Linked DNA regions of Mus musculus: regions 1 and 2 are each linked to region 3. Evidence: chromatin contacts called from public Hi-C data. All regions are on one chromosome and are shown on one strand. The core of a region is the stretch at or near the end of the contact, and the rest is flanking DNA. Distances in the headings are between cores, read along the strand shown.

Region 1 (2,956 bases), core at 129-2,628, 210 kb before region 3:
AGCCTGTAGAAAACCATAGGGCTGAATGTGAAGAAGAAATCATGGTGTTGGCAGTGAAAGAAATATAAAGGATGCTGAGCAGACAAAATGACTTATTCTCCTTCACCATCCCCAGAATGGATTGTAGAATATTAAATCCATAGTAAGCCTATACTAAGCCAGGACTCAGATGTTTCTCATCTCCATGTAGCTAGAGAGGGTATAAATAAGAGCTAGGAGCTAATCACCACAAGACCATGTATTGACTCCAGTAATCAAAATCAGGAAGTCTGTGCCTTGACTGCTCTCCCTTGCAAGGTAGATTTGGCTCGCTAATGGCCTCCACTTGGCAATGCAACATCTTTCCTCGAAGTACAGCTCAACCCAGAGGAGAAAAGTATCGGCTAGCTGCTGAGTCCATGGTTGGCTCTCAATTAGCCCAATTCTTTCTTTGCCAGCCCCAAGATTTGCATGGACACAGGACTCTCTAGTCTCCAGTACACTGATATCCCTCCATGATTGTCCTTTAAGGAGAACAGACCTGAATTGGGGGCATGACAGGTGATAAACATGTCTCTGTGCCCGTGCTTCATGTGGTCATTAAGCCCCTTCTGAATATAGTGCTGAACTAAGTGATCCAAAGCTGCAGGTGCTGTGCTTGCTTTCTTCCTCCAAATCCCACTTTCCTATCCCCGTTCTCTGTCCTTGCTTGATTTAGTAGTTGGTGTCTTTACTCAGTTCTAAGATAACGGTGGGCATTATTATTATTTTATTTGTGAGTGGGGTGGGGTGGGTGGGGTGCACTTCTGGAGACTGGGGGTTGACTTCTGGTATCCTCCTCCATCATTATCTTAGTTTTTGAGGCAGGGTCTCTCACTGAAGCTGGAGCTCATCAATCCAGTTAGCCTGGCGGGCCAGCAAGCCCCGGGACCCTCTTATCTCAGTCTCCCTGGTGCTGGGATTATAAGCATGCGCTGTCACATCTGGCTTTCTACATGGGTGTTGGGGATCTCAACTCAAGTCCTCACGCTTGTGCCGGAAGCGGTTTACCCACTGAGACATCTCAGCCTCATTATGGGGCATTTTTGGTGGATGCTGTGTTGCAAGAAGGTTACTTGATGCCTCATGGGACAGTATCATGTCAATGCTTCAGTGCATGTTGTATTTCCTCTAGGGCATTCGCCACATAGAAACATCTCCAGTTATAAAGAGCCTTTGCTTTCTTTATTCTCTGGAAGAACCCAACCTTTCTGCCACACTCTCCCCTCCCCCACGCTCTCTTTAAATGCCAAATCTCCCTGTGGAGATGGGAGAAAATGTTGGGAGAAAGCCCGGTGGGGAAAATAAACAGTGGTCAGTGTGTTCACTCTGATTACAGCCTTAAGTGCCAGACAATAGCTGCAGTGAGCCCAAGCAAGCAGAGTTCAATACAGCTTTCTTCCCTCCTCAATGCAACTCTGATTCAGCCATGGCTACGCAGGAGAAATGGCGATCTAACTGGGGCAGCACAACCTGGGAATCGTGTGCTGTTCTCTAGGGCCGGCTCCTCAACGGTCTGGAAAGCAACTGAGACCAAGCTTGAAGTGTTTCATGGACATGAACCACTTCCACAGCAGCAGAGCCCCCTTACAAGCGTCTACCTTTTGTTAGCAATCGTACGAGTATGATTTCTAAAGCTAACCATCCAGCTGCTGTCTCTCAGGCCCAAATCTACCCGTGTTTTGGGAGGTGGTGCTTGAATAATCATCTCTTCTCTCGGGCTGGTGCCATATTAGATTTCACCACTAGGCGGCATCAGAGGGCGAGTGCAAAGCTCTGAGCTGGGGGAGGGGAGGGAGGCCTTCGCCTTCTAAATCTTACCAACTTCATCTTGCTGGGGAGCATTTGTTTTGTATCTAACGTTCTCAACACTACTTGCACTAGCCTCTTCCTCGTTGTTTTTTTTTTTTTTTTCCCCCTGCCCCACAATTTACAAGATTTCTCTTACTTTTAAAAGATGCTCTTCTGTTTTTTTTTTTTTTTTTTTTTTTTTTTTTTTTTTTTTGGGTTTGGTTTGGTTTGGTTTAAACACACACACACACACAATTCCAGTTCTCTGTATCCGTTTTTCACTCAAAACATAGAAGAGAAGCTCGAACAGCTGCTTCGTGGGGAGAAAGGTCCCTCATGCTTAAAGATCCAATTTCCTCCTGGGTGGTGGATAAAGCTAAGGAGATAAAAAATGACCTTTCACCTCCAGGAAACAGAAATGTAAGATTAATCTGCAGCTTTGAAACTAATGAGTTGGCTCATCGCAGCAGAGCAGCCCGTGAATAACATACCATGTGTGGAGCCAGCAACCTGGCAACTTTTGTTCATCATATGGGGCTTGGGAGGGAGGAGAGCTGAGAAAGGAATTCATTTTTAAAAATAATCCTCAGAGGATGCTATCTGCTAGGTCTCCACGAAGCTGGTATTACAGGAGGAAGAGATTGGGGGTGGGGTGGGGGTGGGGGAGATCATGAGCCTCTAATGAGCTTGGCTTTTCCCTGCAGAATAACAGAAGGATTCAGACAGGCAGGGAGACTGTGAGGTGGTTAAGGCCATGATCTTGGAGTTGGACTCCTTGGTATCTAAGGCTGATCTGTGGATTCCTCCATGTGTAATCGTGGGTGTGTTTCTTAACTTGTGCCTTGGGAGGTTTGGATTAGATAGTGCACGGAAAATACTATATTCTAGCCAAGAATCTGGTTAGTTTTGCATTTTTACTAGTGATTGAAGGAGGCAGGGGCAATTTGAGGGTGATTTATCCAGGGAGTAGGAAGTCTAAGGTTTCTTCTCTGACAAGAGGAAATGCCTAACAACAGAAGACAAAAGTAAATCACAGAAAACTGGTTTCAGAATCACCCAAGAAGGAATGAACAGTCTCTCAGGACACCAGGAGGGCTGAGCAACCACAGGGGGGGCTGTCTAAACAGACACCCTGAATACCTTCTCA
Region 2 (2,923 bases), core at 141-2,640, 230 kb after region 3:
ATGACTTCTAAAGTTCTGTTGTCCAAGGAGCTTCTCAAAATATGGGGGTGCCTGACTCTTTAGCGGATTCCTCACTCTATCTCTGTCCCCATTCTTGCCTTTTAGGGTATCCCCATCACTAACCCATGTCTCCTCACAGAAAAGTCTACCCTTGATTTAGGCCCTCATCAGTTCATCGAGTGACACCTGAGTCAGACTCTTGGCTGTGGGTTGGGCGCCCATCGTAGGACTATGATTAAGGCAACCATCATTGACCAGTTTCTTTCTATACTTCCCCAGCTTCTTGTTCCCTGCTAACCAAACTAACCTTCAGGACCACTACAGCAATCTGGATGTCTTGTTTAACTAGCAAACTCTAATATGTCCAGCTAGCCACTTCTGTGTGTTCCACCTCAATGGGAGAGAAGTCAAGAGTACGTTGAAGGACACCCATCTCAGGCACCACTGCTTGCTCCGTGCAGGGGTTCCATGTTCCTCTTCTCTTTGAAGGGAACTTCTAACAGAGAGTCTTTGCTGGGTCAAATTATATTCCTCAGCCTGTAGACTTCCTTGGGTGCTGTAATAAGTCTGGACAGCCTTCAGTGAAGATCATGGTTGTCAGTTAAACCCTATCCATCCACTCCTAATACCTTTTTTTACTCACTTTTTATCCAGCACCCTAACCTGCTCCTTAGCCATCCACTTGCACTTGACAGTGCTACCTCAGATGAGCCCCATCCCTCGCCCCCTATCACAGTGGACACCCATGGGACTTTTGTTTTTTAGCACCATTTCTAATCTTTGCTGTCCACCCTTCTCCACCATGTGGAGTTCCCAGCACCTAGACTCTGCAGCAGTCCTTCGACACCCCATGCCCAGCCTGAGTGTCTTCTCTCTGTGTGGCTCTAGACCCTTCTGAATGCCAAAATGCAGTGAGGCTCTTTGTCTCGAAGCTCAGACTCTTGGCATGCTATGCATCAACCTTATTATTCTACTCCCTGGGGGAAAAAAATCCCAACACTTACCTTCATAAACCGATCTTCCCTGACCCTGGAAGTGTCAATATGCCTGCCCCATCTGGGCTATTGATCTCAGTCTTGTCCACGTTGAAGGCTCTGTTACTTCCCTCATTGACCTGTGGTCACCCTACACCATCTTCCCCCATTCAGCTGTTCTGTGTTGGGTGGGACTTCCTCAGTGGCAGCTCTCTTCTGCATTTGTGTGACTTCCCCTTCCCACTTTCTCCCATCCAAGGCCTGATTCTGCTTATCTTCTAAAGTCAGACACGGTTCAGGGTGTTCTGGCTGTAGACTCTTGGCCCGTTTCTAAGCATGCAGGTGTCCCTGAAGATCTCCACCCTTACCTCTCAGCTCTGACTACATCTACTCCTTGTTCCCACTGAGAATGGGTCAGCCTGCTTCCCTGTCAGCACTTAGATGCTAGCTAGATGCACATAGCAGAGGTCTAAGAGCATTGATGCATGTGAGGCAATCTTCGCTCCTACCATCCCAACCCATCTCCCTGTTTTCCTCATCTTAGGAAAAGGGGTATTTTTCAATTTCAGAGGACAAATATCAGGTTGCTTTCTACTTCAGCCCAGGCTTGTTCCAAAGTCCAATCGTGCCCTCTGCTGGCTCACTTGAGAATCTCACTTTTACAGCTTAGTTCAGGATATGGCTGTGCCCAGATTCCACCTTCTCTCTCTCACTCACCTGTTCATTTGTCCTCCCGTGAGCAACATATAAAATTAGAGTCCCATTTTATTGAAGATGCCAAGGCTGGTGTCTCCCTGTGTGAGCCAGTTTGCATACCCTATATGGGAAGCTCATGGCAGCGAGTGATGGAGTCTGTGGTGAAGGACAGTGCCTACCATATGGACCATGTGTACATGCCATGTGAGCCATAAAGCACCACAGGACCTGTCTCATCCAGCTTTACTCATTCCTCCTCCACTCAGGCCACACTGTCCTTCTATGCTCTTTATTGACTACAACAAGCCTTGCTATACTGGCTTTCTGCTGTCCCTGGGTATTCCCCTCTGTGTGCAATCCAAAGGGCTTATCTGCATAGTTATACTATACTCATTCACATGTTTTACAGAGATTCTTCAGGGATGTTGGCATTTGACCTTTCTCCCATCTCGTAGCCTAGAATAGTCTTTGGGGTGTAGTAAATACTCAAATCTGTACCAATGAGGTGGCAGGATGGGCGCATCAGGGGATATGGCCCTTGCTTTGGCTCATCGATGCCTCTACAGCAGCGTTCTCAACCTTCCTAATGTGAAACTCTTTAATACAGCTCCTCATGTTGTGGTGACCCCCAACCATAGTTATTTTCATTGCTAACTTCATAACTGTAATTCTGACACTGTTATGAATCGTAGTATAAATATCTGATATGCAGTTTATCTGATATGCAACCCCTGTGAAAGTGTCATTTGGCTCCAAAGGGTCGTGACCCACAGGTTGAGAAACACTGCTCTACAGCATTCCACTTGGAGTTATGCCAGTTTACCATCACCTCATTTGAGGGCATTTGGGTTCTCCATTCGTTCAGTGCTATAAACAAGTTACATCACACAGCCCGGGATCCTTGTGTTCCCATTCACAGGTCAGTACAGTAAGAAATTAGTAATGCCAGTGTCTCCATTTGGGTTTCATTGCTATGAAGAAACACTAACTATGACCAAGGCAACTCTTGTAAAAGACAACATTTAACTGGGGCTGGCATACAGTTTCAGAGGTTCAGTCCATTATCATCCTGGCAGGAAGCAGACAGACACAGTGCGGTAGAAGGAGCTGAGAGTTCTGCATCTTGTTCTGAAAGCAGGCAAGGAGACTGTCTTCCGCATGCAGCCGAGAGGAGGGTCTCTTCTGCACTAGGTAGAGCCTGGGCATAGGACCTCAAAGCCTGCCTATACAATGACACACTTCCTCCAACAAGG
Region 3 (3,150 bases), core at 296-2,795:
GAGAGGACTTAGAGACAGGATGGGGAAAATAATTTAAATATATATGAATTCTCAAAAAAAAAACTGGTTAAAAAAGAATAGAAAAGAAAAGGAAAGATACCACGATTTTACATTTAGTTATGCATAAGATTTTGGTTGGTTTCTAGTTAGATGCCACTACAGACAGTGCTGGTGCCAGGTAATCTTAACTGCCAGTTGGATACAACACAGAATCATCTGGAAAGAAATTCTTAAGGAGGAATTATCTAGCTCAAGTTGGCCTTGTCTTGCTTGTTAATTGAGGTAAAGACCACCCTCGATGTAGGCAGCTCCAGTCTACGAGCCACGCCCTGAGCTACGTAAGAGGGAAGAAAGCTCATTCTGCAGCCTGTGAGCAAGGACCTGTGGCTGTGGGGGAGATGCACTAAGTTCTTGGCTTGCTTTGCTGAAGGGAGGGCCTGTGACCTGAAATTGTAAGCCAAGTAAACCCACCGTCTTGGTGTTCTATCTAAGCTGGGCATTCTATCACGGACATTTTAGCAACTTAGCTTTCAAGAGAACGTATAATGTCAAAACGCAACCCTTTGCTCTTTTAACCATTAACTTTCCCCATAATCAATTGTTCCAGCTACTGCATCACATGGAGAACTTTAAAAACAAAAGTATCTTAGCTGAACAGTTTATACAAAACAGAACCTTCACAGTTCTGGAAACTGGGGGCATCTAGCAAATTCACTGGCTGCTGTCATGATAGCTTCTGTCTACCTGTGTCTCATATGATGGACAGAAGAGCGAGCTAGCTTTTTGAGAGAGCATTTACTCTTTCTTTCTTTCCTTCCCTCCCTCAATCCCTCTCCCCTCTCTTCCCTTCTCTGTCCCCTCCTTCCTCCTCTCCTTTGTGAGTCAGGGTCTCTCTTTGTAGTACATGCTTGCCTGGAGTTGACTGTGTAGCCCAATCTGTCCTTGAACTCAACAGATCCTACAGCTTCAGCCTCTGGAATGCTGAGGTTACAGATGTGAACCCCTGCGCTTGGCACTGGGGATCCCTTCATATAGGGTACCCATTCAATCTAGAGAGCTCTATCCTGAGGACCTAGTTTACCATCTAAAAGCTTCTACCTCCTAGTACTGTCACCTCAGGTTAAGATTTCAACATAATGAATTGGGGAGTGTAGACACCCAGGTGATTGAAAGGGACTGTTCTCTTTCTATGGATTTCCTGTCCACCGCCCTCCCAAGCTATTATTGCCATCCTCTGCATGTTCTTGATGTGCTGAAATGTTTTAAACAACCACTCTTTTCAAAATGCACCCTCTATTACCTTGTAGTAGAACGGGGATAGGATGTGTGAATCTGCTCTGTGTCCCGGATTCCCATTTGACACTGCTCATTTGCCAACCCCTTCTTCCTCTGACTCTTTTGAGGAGAAAGAGGATGGCCATCACGAACAGCTCCTACCTTCCCATTTCAAATTCCAAAGACTGGATTTGGAGCAACCCAGACTGTCGTGCAGACGATAGCTGAAGGTTGGGGCAGAGGCAGCAGTTAGTGGGAGGAGCTGGCACAGGCTGTCAGAATGCTATGGACATGAGCCAGAAACCTGGTGCCACTTTCCAAAAGGCTTAGGAGTTGCCAGGCGAGCTCAGCCATATGATTCTTCTTTTGCCCAGCAAACTAAAACCTATGTTTCCTCGGCTAGTATGGTCGGATCAAGATACTTCCTGGATCCTCAAGCTGATTTTGGTCATAGAATCATAAATGAAACATGAAGATGATGTGCCAACTGGGTAATAACAAATGTGAGTGAGTTGGCCTAGGATTCCATTCATTTGTGTCACTTTGGCAATTGTTGTGTTAGTTGGAAAAAATGCTACATGTTGGGCTCAGTTACCAAAACACTCCAAAGAAATGTAAATAATATTAGGCTCAGTGCCCCACGCTCCTTACTGACTTGTCACTTTCTTATTAGGTGGCCTTTAAAATGCCTCTGTGATAGATGAGTGAGGAAGGGGGCATTGGGAAAAATGTAGTTTAAATGTCTCTGGTAGGCTCTTGTGTCAGTTTTTCTTGCCTAATAACCAAGAAGTGAGGAGGGGGGAAGGGGAGAGAAATGGTTAGGACAGGTAAGCAAGAGACTCTGGGAAATTTGTTTTCTCTTCAAATCAATAAACAATTATGCTATGCTTTTCTGTGGGAATGTAATAGCTGACAAAAGAGAATCAATGATGAAGTTATTCTGCCTTCTGGAGGTACGATTATAATAGCAGTTGTCACTTACTGAGCGTTTTCTTTATAACCAGCAGTGTGATAGGGACTTTTCTACACCATGGGTCAGTGGATGCTTTGTTAAGATCCACATGAAAAAACTAAAAGTTTTTTTTTTTTTTCAAATCGAGAGGTAAAATCAAGGGTGTACTTATTTAAACAACAAACAAATTCCCACAGAATTCGATTGATTAAATTAAAAATATTAAGAGGTAAGTGATATTCTTTTGGGAAGGTGAGGAGGAAAGGATAAAGGGCATCTAGATTTCCTAGATGGCAAATGCTCCTCTATAAAACTCTCTTGAAGCTCAAGAGTCACAAAAGCAGGTGGTGGGCTGGCTTTGCCCCCATAGACCTTAGCTTTATTTACATATTGCCTGAGAGCAGCTGTAAAGGTCTGGTCTCACTGCTTCACTGTCCTGTAGACCCAGATTTGTTTTGTCCTGCCCTGCCAACTTAGCATATGGCCTCTTTCTTCAAAGTCACTCCACAGTCATAGTCTGACCAACCACTGCCACCACATCTGCAGTCCAGGCAACAAGAAGCAAAATGGAGGGAGATAAATCTCTCTTGGCTCACGTCTTGGAAGGAGATTTCCCCAAGTTCCATTCTACTGGCAATGCCGTTGCTTTGCTGGAACGTGGACATAGGACCATCATGTGTTAAATGAGGCTGAGGATTCAGTTGTTTGTTACAGCTGTTACTGTGCTTGGATAAGAATCCTGTACTGAAGTACAAGAGGACATGCAGGGGTAATGACAGCAGTCCACTCCTCTCTGTAATTTCAGTTTCCATGATTTAAGTTACCTTGGCCAGCCGTGATCTAAAAATATTCAAGGGCAAATCCAGAACTAAACAGTTTATATGTTTTGAACTGTGATTGCTCTGACAGCTTTTGTGCTGACT

The links. A called contact is a pair of places that touch in the nucleus more often than the background predicts.
Region 1: a Hi-C map of cerebral cortex shows a contact between it and region 3, with 1.9 times the contacts expected there. The contact joins two enhancer-like sites. A contact is called at or near these places in 1 of 39 promoter capture datasets (hippocampal neurons), 9 of 484 Hi-C or Micro-C datasets (cerebral cortex, cortical neurons, embryonic fibroblasts and 4 more) and 2 of 115 datasets of contacts at active chromatin or transcription factors (forebrain and neural progenitor cells).
Region 2: a contact with region 3 is called in a Hi-C map of cortical neurons, with 2.8 times the contacts expected there. The contact joins two enhancer-like sites. A contact is called at or near these places in 5 of 484 Hi-C or Micro-C datasets (cerebral cortex, cortical neurons and uterus) and 1 of 9 other capture datasets (liver).

What each region holds. Positions count from the first base shown.
Region 1 is chr6:92,727,128-92,730,083 of GRCm38.p6, reverse strand. No RefSeq gene overlaps it. Among named protein-coding and RNA genes, the nearest start is that of Prickle2, 22 kb to the right of the region's middle. Within about 2 kb of position 1,378, at least 67 of the 459 cell types and tissues checked have an H3K27ac peak or open chromatin away from gene starts, as enhancers often do. A contact at or near this core is called in cerebral cortex, cortical neurons and forebrain, where this site is marked.
Region 2 is chr6:92,285,373-92,288,295 of GRCm38.p6, reverse strand. All of the region lies in intron 1 of Gm30688 (a long non-coding RNA gene), which reads right to left. Among named protein-coding and RNA genes, the nearest start is that of Gm30688, 17 kb to the right of the region's middle. Within about 2 kb of position 1,390, at least 14 of the 459 cell types and tissues checked have an H3K27ac peak or open chromatin away from gene starts, as enhancers often do. A contact at or near this core is called in cortical neurons, where this site is marked.
Region 3 is chr6:92,520,261-92,523,410 of GRCm38.p6, reverse strand. The region is part of intron 2 of Prickle2 (prickle planar cell polarity protein 2); the gene reads left to right. Among named protein-coding and RNA genes, the nearest start is that of Gm38862, 120 kb to the right of the region's middle. Within about 2 kb of position 1,545, at least 37 of the 459 cell types and tissues checked have an H3K27ac peak or open chromatin away from gene starts, as enhancers often do. A contact at or near this core is called in cerebral cortex, cortical neurons and forebrain, where this site is marked.